Linked DNA regions of Anas platyrhynchos: all the other regions are linked to region 2. A link is a contact called in public Hi-C data. All regions are on one chromosome and are shown on one strand. The core of a region is the stretch at or near the end of the contact, and the rest is flanking DNA. Distances in the headings are between cores, read along the strand shown.

Region 1 (3,567 bases), core at 272-2,771, 200 kb after region 2:
TTCAGCCCTTCTACACATCCCTTTTCTGTTTTCTCTCATGAAACTGCATTTCATCTCCAAATGCAAAACATTCTGACAGACTTTTGGGTGCTGGCAGTGTTTATGGAGTTCTTAGAACATGAACAGCCATTCTTGCTGTATTCATTGATGCAGAAGATCCACTTTCACCTGCTTATTCCACCAGTGTGGACTGGCAGCCAGGAGGGCCAACTGTAGCCTGGGGTGCATCAAGCACAGCATTGCTAGTCAGTCGAGGGAGGTGATTGTCCTGCTCTGCTCTGGTGCGGCCTCACCTCGAGCACTGTGTGAAGTTCTGGGTACCACAGTACAAAAAGGACATGAAACTGCTGGACAGTGTCCAGAGAAGGGCTACTAAGATGGTAGCTGGAGTGGCTGAGGGCACTGGGCCTGTTCAGCCTGGAGAAGAGGAGGCTAAGGAGAGACCTCATCGTGGTCTACAGCTTCTTCACGAGGGGGAGCGGAGGGGCAGGCACTGATCTATTCTCTTTAGTGACCAGCAATGGGGCCCATAGGAATGGTGTAAAGCTGTGACAGGGGAGGTTCAGGCTGGATATCAAGAGAAGGTTCTTCACTGGGGGTTGTTGCACACTGGAACAAGCTCTCCAGGGACACAGTCACGGCACCAAGCCTGTCAGAGTTTAAGTAGCATTTGGGCTGTGGACTTAGTCATATGGTCTGAATTTTTGGGTATACCTGTATGGTGCCAGGAGTCGGACTCGATGATCCTTGTGGGTCCCTTCCAACTTGGGGTATTCTGATTCTCTGATTCTATTCAGGGACATCATTGTTGCTGCTCAGCCCTTCTACACACCCCTTTTACATTTTCTCTCATGAAGTTGCTTTTCATCTCCAAACGCAAAACATTCTGACAGACTTCTGGGTGCTGGCAGTGTTTATGGAGTTCTTAGAACAAGAATAGCTATTCTTGCTGTATTCATTGATCCAAAAGATCCATTTCCACCTATTTATTTGCCCTTGCTTTTCTGCAGTTCATGGAAAGCAGATCCAAACACTCCTTTCACTATCTTGTATTTACCTATTGTGTAGAAGAATAAGGGTATCCTTTACTCCCCATTTGCTCGTGACAGCTCCTCCATTTGCAGTTTTTCCTCTTGGAGATGACAAGCTTAAAGCCTTTGGACCTTTGATGCTGCCTCCCTCACTTTGTACGTGGCTGTTAGTGTGTGGCTTTTGTTACCCTCCCACTCCTGAGGTATGACAGGTTCTAGAGCAGCCTGGACTCCTGTGAGGGCGCTGAACTGCACTTTTTACACAGCACTTGGGAACTCCAGCAGCACCCCAAATTCCTCACCCTGCTCACCTGCCTGCCCCCCTAAGCACAGAGCCAGCTAAAGTTCCCCGCCACCTCCCTGACGGTGAGGCAGCTCCCCACAAGACTTTCAAATCGGGCTAGCCCTTCCCATGACAGACCCGAGGGCCGTCTGTGCCCCTACAGCCGCACCCCTTCGCGCCTTCCCGCCTTCTCCCCTCAGGCGGCGCCGCCATGACACCTCCCGCCATTAGCGGGGGGCAGGCAGCGGCGCTGCGCAGGCGCGCGGCGGGGCGGTGGGACCGCCATGGTGGTGGCGGCGCCGCGCATGCGCGGAGCGGGCGGCGCTGAGGCGGCCCGCGGGCAGGTGAGGGGCGGCGCGGCCCGGGGGCGGCCGCGGAGCTCGGGGGGGGCCCTGAGGGGCTCTGAGGGGCTGGCGGCGATGGAGGGCCCGGGGGAGGCTCTCAGGAAGGGAGGAGAAATAAATGCGGCGGCTCTTGCTGTGCCGGGTGCCGGGGGAGCGGTGTGGAGCCGGGACGGGGCAGGGCCGGGTGTTGGGGAGAGGGTCCGCAGCCAGGGTCGGGCGCTGGGACAGGCTCAGGGCGGGTCGGGCAGGAGGTCCCTGAGCGCCAGGGGCAGGGCTCGATGTGTGGGTACTCCTCTGTGGCACAGGGGTTGGGGCAGTGAGCCCCGCGGTCCCTGCCTGCTCAGGGTGCTCGGTGACCCTGTGATGTGAGGCCAGCAGCTGGGGTGTGCACATTAAGCTCGTGCCTAGCCCTCGTTCCATGTCCAGTTCTGATTTTTGGGGATTAACATCCATACGTATCGTTTCCTTAAGAGAAATGCTTTTGTTTTGGAGGGGGTAAGCGATAGAAGCGTGGGCCAGGACTTAACCATCATCTTCCCTTTAAACTTGTTTGTGCCATGAGCACTCAGCTGAGCTGTTCTGTTAGTGGAAGAGACAGTGGAGCAGGATTTATGCTTAATATTTTTTAATCCAGTTAAAATTCGTACTGATTAAGACATAGATATTGATATTTACCTTGCAGTGCCAGCGTTTTTTTCCTCTCTGATAAAAATACATGCTTTTCTTATTGGGTTACCTGATCAGAATCCCTTGACAAGACTTCATTAGAAGATTCTGTTAAGGGTCCCAGAGGAGGGGTGGTATCTGGGTTGCTTTTATGTAGTTATGTCTGTCCTCTATCTGTTAGCAGGTCAGCAGGTGGGACTGAAGACAGAAAGATGAGGCAGAAGGCTACTGAAGAAGTTCTGTTCTGTTCTGTTGAGCATTTTTCTGTCTTGCTTGTAGTTTTGTAGGTGGTCGCCCTAGCATCTCAGCACAGTTATCTAATGTACAGAGTTCATCACTGGAGGTGCCCAGGATCAAGAACTTAGAGCAGAATTCTGACAACCAGCTGTCAGGATTTAAGGTGAAATCTGCGTTTCAGCATAGTTTGTTCCAGAATGCATCTGCTGCAGCGTCATTTGACATAGTTATCAGTGGATACTGCAGTTAATGGGCTGCTGATCTGACCACTGTGTGGTCTCCTGAGTTCCTGTATTTGTGATTTTAAATACACAGCTCTAATGTGAGACACAACTTGAAAGGGTTGCTTCATAGGAACATAATTTCTACAAATATTATTAGACAATTTCTGCATTTCATCCTGTCACTTTTCTGTTAGCCAGTCTCAGCTTCCTTTTATGAGAAGCAGGAACTTTTTGACTTAATAAAGCCTGCCTACCTTTAGAAAGCAGCTGAACGCTTCAATGAATATGTGGTATAGAAGGTCATAACATAACTACGTTTTTATGGGTTTTGTTGATTTTTAGTTTCAGCCTTCCAGAGTTCTTGTTTTGAAAGGGTGTGAGGAGGCATTTCTAAGGCCGAGACTCCACCAGGAGTGATTGCAGGTATAGTATGTGTTGCACCTTCAGCAGTATGGATTTCTTCATCCCCAGCATGTTCTCTGATCACAAGACTTACCTCACTCTGAGAGTGAAGCAGGCTGTAATAACAAAACCACAGCTTTGGAGGTTCAGCACTGTTTGTTCTCTGGGCTTCACCCAGCACAGCTGACTTGGTTGGGGGTTTGGTGCCTGGGGTAGCTGCTTGTAAGATAGGTGTGGACTGAACGACTTTAATCCTTGAAAAATGTTTGTGAACAGCTTTTAGCTTGTTTTGCCTTTATGGGTGAAGAATTGGCTTTAATGTGTTAGTTTTCTATCTACATCTGGTTCTTTGACTCATGCGAGGTACTTCTGTTCTGGAA
Region 2 (3,494 bases), core at 271-2,770:
GTCAGGGTTATCAGCATTTCCCTCTGATAGAGGGAAAAGCTGAAGCACAGAAGGCAATGAGAATGACCAACCATGAATTAGTGACGGAGTTCAAAACTGAAGCCAACATCCTTGCTTCTATGGCAGCTGTACTTAAATTTAAGCCAGGGGAGGCAACACAGCTCCAACAGAAGCACTTAAAAGCTTTGCATTGTCCTTTCCCTCGTGCTGTCACTGCAACTACACCTGCCACTCCACGAAAAAAACGGTGCTGTCCCCCAGTATGGCACTAAGCCGCCATCTCATGCTGGGCACACTTCTGGTCCTGCGTTTGGAGAGGAGCTAGGGGAAGAAGGGATCGTGGAACAGGCATAGTGAACTGGTTGGACCAACCATGTCTGCTCAGGGGCTGTAGTGGCTGCTGCCACAGGCTCTGCTGCCTCTCCATATAAGGAGTCAACTTCCACCAGTCCCCACTTGCACACAGGTAAGAGGCAAAGACAACTGTGACACTAGAAATCTTACAGAAATGATTGATCAGCACTGCTCGAAGTCCCCACACAACAGAAAATCCTCACTCAGAGAAGTATGGGCTAAGTATTATGGAAGTCAGTGTAGGTTGCATGAAGCACTACTGGTAGCCTTTTTTGGAGGCTGGAGAAAGGAAGAAGAAGGGGCATGCATTTAGCTTAATTTTCCTGAGAGAAAATTCACTTTTTGGCAATTTGGGCAATGTTGAGTTGAAAACAGATGCTGCATTCAAGTATTGTGCCCTCAGAAATAATCTCATGTGAACATCTGCCTGCAGAACATTACAGGAAAAGTGGCATTTCACTCCGAAATCCTCTGGCAGTCTCCATAAAGGTTATTCCCAGTTCTCAGGACTGCAGATCCCACAGCAACCATCCCCAGGATGTGTTTCCTTCATCCCCTGCCCTGCTGCCAAACAACAGCCCTTTGTGTGGCTTGCTGAAGGCAACATTTCAGGATGCCCTTTAGCAGGTTCCTCAACAGCTGACACGTTGCTGGGTATGTGCCTCTTTCACTTGGCGTCCAAGTTAGGAAATACCTTTATGCTAGAGCTCCCATAAACGCATTAATGACATCTGGGACGTTCATATGACACGGGCGGGGAGGAAACATGGCCAGCAGCCCTGCCCGTGCCCATGGGGTCTGTGAGAGGCCAGCGTGGTGCTGGCAGCATGCGGGGTGCGGAGGGGCTCCCAGACCTGCATTTTGCTGAGCCCACTCTGAGCTATGTTTTGCCACACCGCGGGAGGGCTGCAACCAGGCTGTGAAAGCAGACCAAAACACCTGGTTTTTTTCTTTTTGCTTGCTCCATCGCCGCCCGTTATCTCCCGGCCCAGCCGGGCCCGGCCTTATCACCCCGGGAGGCAGCAGCAGCGGGAGCCCGGCGGGCCCCGCAAGCCGCCGGGGCTGGGCGGAGCGGGGCTGGGCGGAGCGGGGCCGGTCCCTGCCCGGCCCCTCCGGGGCGCGGCGGCTTTGTTACCCCGCATGCAGCAGCAGCAGCAGCGGCAGCAGCAGCCCCGGCCGGGGGGGCGGCCGCTGTCTCCGCCCGCCCCGCGGAGCGTTCGGGAGGCGGCGCGGCGGGGGCAGCCCCGGCGGCAGGCCCGGCCCCCTCCGCCCCCAGCCCCGTTGCGGCCCGATGCGAGCCCCCTCGGCGTGAGGCTGCCCCGGGGGAGCTGCCGGCCCCGGTTCCGCGGCCGGGCCATGCGGGGCGAGGCCCCCGGGGGCCCGGCGGCGGGCGGCGGGCGCTGAGAGCGGGCGGCGATGCCGATGCCGGGGGGCGGCGGGGCCGCCGCCAGGCGCCCCCCGGGCGGCGAAGCGGCGGCGGCGGCTCCGGCTCCGGCTCCGGCTCCGGCTCCGGCTCGGGAGGAGGAGCAGGAGGAGGAAGGCGAGGAGGATCTGCGCGACGGCGGCGTGCCCTTCTTCGTCAACCGCGGCGGGCTGCCGGTGGACGAGCCCACCTGGGAGCGGATGTGGCGGCATGTGGCCAGGATCCACCCCGAGGGCGAGCGGGTGGCGCAGAGGATCCGCGGTGCCTCCGACCTGCCCAAGGTGAGAGCCCGCGGGGACCCCCCCCACAAGGCGCTGCCCGGCCCGGCCCGGGCCCCGCAGGGCGTACAGAGGGAGCGGAGGCTCGGGGCAGGGTCCCTGGGGGCCGGGTGGGTGATGGGGGGTGAGGGAGTGAGGCTGGAGGCCAGAGAGTTGGGGTGAGAAGCCAGGTGAGGCGCTGAAGCAGAAGAAGCCGGGTTTGGGTCCGTCTGCATGAGGGATTCTTGCACAGAGCCGTGCCGGTGGGAGAAGGGACCCCTGATGCCCAGGAGTTGTAAGAGGAGTCATCTAACACAGAGCCTGTTGCTGGTGTAGGGCCAGCTGGGGTTTCTGAGTGCATCCCTGGCCTTGCTGCAGAGCGCTCTGTGGAAAGAGGAACCGATGATCGTTTCGCTTAACCTTGTGCTGGACTGAATCATTCACATGTGAACCGAACCCTGGCCATAGCTGCTGTCTGCTGTTGCACCTCAGCTGGAGAAAAAGCTCCCCTTTCCTTTGGCATCCTGTGAACAAAAGGCACTGCAAACACTTGGTGTGTCACTCCATTGACCAACTAGGGGAGTGTTCCCATCATGCTGTTAGGGGAAATTCAAATACAAAAGGATGAAGGGTTTTCTGCTCAGGCTTCCTATTGCAAGGACTTAATTCCTTGGGATGGAAAATTGAAGTAAGCGAAACCGTGGTGTTATACAGTGCACAGGCAATCAGCACCACTCTCCACGAGGAACTCTGGAGCAGTGTGTGATCTGAGCTCCTTTGTGCCGTGCAGTTATGTGGCAGCACCCAGAACAAATCCTGAATCCAGATTATGGTCCCTCTTCTAACCCCACAAGACTTTGCTTTCCCTTTCACATTTCCTTCTTCTCCTCAGACTGTCCTGAGCCTGGGCGAAGGTTGAAAGCATGTTTCTGATCAGTCAGAACATGCAGTTCTTAATTTCCTGACCAAGAGGTCTGGTTTGGTAGGGGAAAGGGAAGAAAGAAGCTCACAAGCAACAGAATGGTGCATGAGGGGAGGGAAGTACTGTGTTCAGTCTCTGCCTTGGGTCTTAATGCGAAGTACTTCTGCTTTTGTTCTCACGTAGCTGTCTTATACAGTCTTAGTGCCAGATGGTTACGGTTAGGGGACATAAGCAGTACGAGCTCCTCTGGAATAACATGACATTAGTCTGTCCATTTGTGTGTGTGTGTCTGCTAGCACCCCTGGGAAACAGATCTATAAACTCTCGTCGGTGCTCTGCAATCTGAGATGCCATGCCCGAGCTCACCAGGCGTACAGATGAGAGGATGCTGGGATGCAGGAAACAGCTAGGATGAACGAGCTGTTATCCTAGCTCCTTTCCCCCTCTAGGGGTGTATTTTTACCTTTGAGGTTTGCTTATATCACTGTGCATCTCTGTGCCACTAAGTTTCTTTGCATGGCTGATGCAACAGATGAGA
Region 3 (3,391 bases), core at 593-3,092, 150 kb after region 2:
TGGAGACGGCGTCGAAGGCGAAGACACGGCCGAGCAGGGCGTGATCCTTCTTGAAGCGCACCTCGTAGGGGGTGCAGCCGGCCAGCGTCAGCAGCGTGTCCCGCACGATCTTGGGCTTGCTGGCCCACTCCTCAGCCCGGTTCCTCAGGCTCTCGCTCAGCTCAGCCAGCGCCTCGGCATTGCGCTGCTTCTCCTTCAGCTCCCGCTCTTGGTCGCTGCTGGACACCGAGCCCGGCCGCTTGCCACAGGCCTCCGACGAGGAGCCACCGCCACCCCCGGCACCGCCACTGCCCCCGCCGCAGGTGCCCCCTTGGGAGGAAGCGGAGGGGGCCGGGGGCCCGCCACCGCCACGGCCACCCAGACCCCCGTGCGGTGGGGGCAGCGCCACGCCGGAGGCGGCGGGCCCGTTGAGCAGGGTCTGCGGCAGCAGGTTGGGGGGCACGTTCAGCTGGGCACCCGCAGCCCCCGGGGGCAGGCCAGACACCAGCCCACCGTGCGTGCCGCGGCGGGAGGAGGAGGACGACGACGAGGAGTTGGGGCTCTGCCGGTTGAGCTCCGGGGGCCCGTCCTCGGGAGGTTTGGGGAAGCCATTGGGGCCCCCCAGCCCGTTGGGCAGCCGGGCTCCGTGGCTGCCGCCCAGGCTGCCGGGTGGCGGCGGGTACTCGAAGCGGCTGCGCTGCTCGGCCGCCGCGGCGCTGAGCCCGTAGCGATCCAGGCTGGACTGGGCGAGCCCCGCCGAGGCCGCTTTGGAGGAGGCGTCCACATGGTTGAGCTGCTGCTGGGCCGCCGCCGCCGCCGCTTCCTTGGCGGAGAGGGGCACTGCCTTGACGCCCACCGGCGGCGGGGGCCCCGGGGAGCGCCCGTCCTGGAAGCAGCCGTGCGCCCGCTTGAGCTGCCGGGCCGTCTCGATGACGAACTCGATGCGATCGGCGCCCTCGTAGTTGACGCAGCCCCGGCACACGGGCTCGGTGAAGTCCCAGATCATGGCCCAGGGCATGCGGGGCAGGTCGCACAGGTAGCACGACTGCCGCCGGGACGACGACACCTGCGCGGCGGACATGGTGCCGCTGGCCGGGGCGCTGCTGCCGCTGCCGCCGGCGAAGGGGCTGGCTGGCTCGTCCCCCCCGGGCTGCTGCGGCGGGAGGGGGGGGGCTCCGTACCTGCTCCCGGTGCTCCCGGCGGCGCTGCGAGGGGCGGCGGGGGGCTCGCCCGCTCCTGAAGCGGCTCCCGCCGGGTCCCGCCGCCGGGCTGGGGAAGGGCTCGGCCGGCTCCTCCGGGGGGCCGGGCTGGGCTGGGGGGCGCCTTCTTCCTCCGAGCAGCCGCTTCCCTGCGCTCTCTAGCTCTCCGCCGCCGCTGCTCCTCCTCCGGGAGGAGGCGGAGGGAGGCGGGGGGGGGGTCACCTTCCACCCGCCGCGGCTGCCCGGCTCGCTCGCGGTCCGCCGGCTGCCGAGCGCCGCCGCCGCTGCTGCTGCTGCTGCTTCTGCTGCGGCTCGGCGGGGCTGGGGCGGCTCCTCCTGGTCCTGAGCGGCGACCCGGAGCGGGGGCGGCCGGGGGGCAGCGGCGGCAGCAGCGTGCCGGGCGGCGCCGCCTGCTCCGCACTCACATCCTCGCCGCTGCTCGCGGTCCGAGCGCGGGGTGCTGCTGCTGCGCGCCGCCGCGTGTGCCTGCCCTGCGCGCCCCCTCCTCCGCGCCGCGCTCCCCCCGCGCCGCCCTCCTCCTCCCCCCTTCCTCCTCCTCCTCCTCCTCCTCCTCCCCGCCGCTCTCCCGGCTCGGCTCGGCTCGGCTGAACCCGGGCGGGGCCCCCCGCGTCAGCGCCGAGCGCCCGCCCCCCGCTCCCTTCCCCCCCGGCCCCACTTGTTGCGCGGGGCGCGTGCCCGCCGGGCGCGCCCCCGCCTCTCCGTGCCCGGGCAGCACGTGCACGGCCCGGCGGCGTGCTGTGTGTGTGTGTGTGTGTGTGTATGGGGGGGGGGGGGTGTTGGTGTCCCCCCCCCGGCCGGGCGGGGTGTGTCTGAGCGGCGGGGGGACACTGGGTTTCCCCGGCGCTGTGCGCGCACACGCCTTCCTCCCTTCCCCCCCCACTCCTCCTCCTTTAAATGGCTCCTTTAACCCCCCCCCCCGGCAGCCCCGCTCCAAAAACAAAAGGCGCAGCCTTCCTCCCCCTCCTCCTCTTCCTCCCCCCCCCCCCCCCCAACAGCCGCAGCCGCCGCCCTGCGGGGCGGCCCGGCCTGGCACGGGGCTGCCTTTGCGTCACGGGCGCGCCCCCGAGCTGCCGCGGGGCCGCGCGCTCCGTGCACGGCGTGTGCGCGCCGCCGCCGCCTCCTCCCCAGCGCAGCGCCTGCGCCGCGCCCCCGCTGCCGGCTGCGGCGCCCCCCGGGGGGCTCCGGCGGTGGCGGCCCCGCAGCACCCCCGGGGGATGGCGAAACCCCCGAAGGTTGCAGGGGAAGCGGCGAGCACGGGGAGAGCGGGCTGGGAGCGAGCCCTGGGGGAGGAAGAGGAGCGGAGGGGGGGGGATTTCGCAGCGCCGCCACGGCTGCGGGCATCGCGGAGGCGCCTCCGGGCAAGGAAACGCCTTCGCTGCCAGCCGCTGCGCCCCAGCCGCGGCCGTGGGGTTGCTGTGCCGGGGTGGCTTGAGCTGAGCGAGCGGGCACATGCTCGCTGCGGTCAGCTCCTCGCACTGCCCCGCCTCGAGCTGCATGGGAGAAGCAGAAGTGGGCTGTGGAAAAGGTCGGCCCTGCGCTAAAAACTCAGGTTGCGAGAGCCGGGGCTGCGTCCTGAACGCCAGGATTGCGGGCTCGCAGAACATCCCGCCTGCCTTTCGCTCCGTGGGCTGCTCAAACCCAGCACAAACAACAAGGAGCTCGGTGTGCTCCGGCCGCCCCTCGCCCTGGCTCCTCGCTCCACTGAACCCTCCTGCAAGAAAGGCCTTTTTTGGTAACACTCACCTCCCAGGAACAGACTTCTTGGCTCACAAGAGCAGTCTTTATAGTGGGTGTAAATAATAATCACCTTAGATATAATCTAGCCTCAGCAAACCATTTACAGGTGCTGTCAACTCCCTTTATAGTTTGTGAATAGAGAAAGAGCAGAGATTAGCATCTGTGACCCGACCAAGCTGCCTTTACTTTTACTTGCAGGATACACAGTCGTGGAAATATGTTTGTTTTTCCGTAATGATTAAACCTCGATTTAAACTTTGGTCCCGGGCACGTACCGTGCCATTACGCAAGCAGCACTTAAGGCTGAAGTGTCAGCACGGCAACAATACGGCTAGCAGCGGCGGCGATCTCTGCGAGCTGATTGATGAAGAGAAGTGCAATGTAAATGCAAATAAATGCCACGCCGTGGCACCTTCACAGGGAACGAGTTGTCAGGATCAATCTCATCTGTTAGG

The links. Hi-C and Micro-C count contacts between places; a contact is called where the count stands out from the background.
Region 1: a contact with region 2 is called in a Hi-C map of F1 follicle, with 2.2 times the contacts expected there. The contact joins the promoter of CIPC here to the promoter of VASH1 in region 2. A contact is called at or near these places in 4 of 8 Hi-C or Micro-C datasets (F1 follicle, liver, skeletal muscle and 1 more).
Region 3: a contact with region 2 is called in a Hi-C map of liver, with 2.4 times the contacts expected there. The contact joins the promoter of IRF2BPL here to the promoter of VASH1 in region 2. A contact is called at or near these places in 2 of 8 Hi-C or Micro-C datasets (liver and skeletal muscle).

Annotation. Positions count from the first base shown.
Region 1 is chr5:23,240,679-23,244,245 of IASCAAS_PekinDuck_T2T, reverse strand. It overlaps CIPC (CLOCK interacting pacemaker), which reads left to right and starts at 1,521. Exons shown (of 5, transcript XM_038180031.2): 1 at 1,521-1,658; 2 at 2,604-2,724.
Region 2 is chr5:23,440,857-23,444,350 of IASCAAS_PekinDuck_T2T, reverse strand. It overlaps VASH1 (vasohibin 1), which reads left to right and starts at 1,520. Exons shown (of 7, transcript XM_027458440.3): 1 at 1,520-2,058. The coding sequence starts at 1,771.
Region 3 is chr5:23,290,374-23,293,764 of IASCAAS_PekinDuck_T2T, reverse strand. IRF2BPL (interferon regulatory factor 2 binding protein like) reads right to left here and starts at 1,842. Exons shown (of 1, transcript XM_038180056.2): 1 at 1-1,842. The coding sequence starts at 1,060. LOC140002598 (a long non-coding RNA gene) reads right to left here. Exons shown (of 2, transcript XR_011809592.1): 2 at 3,100-3,391.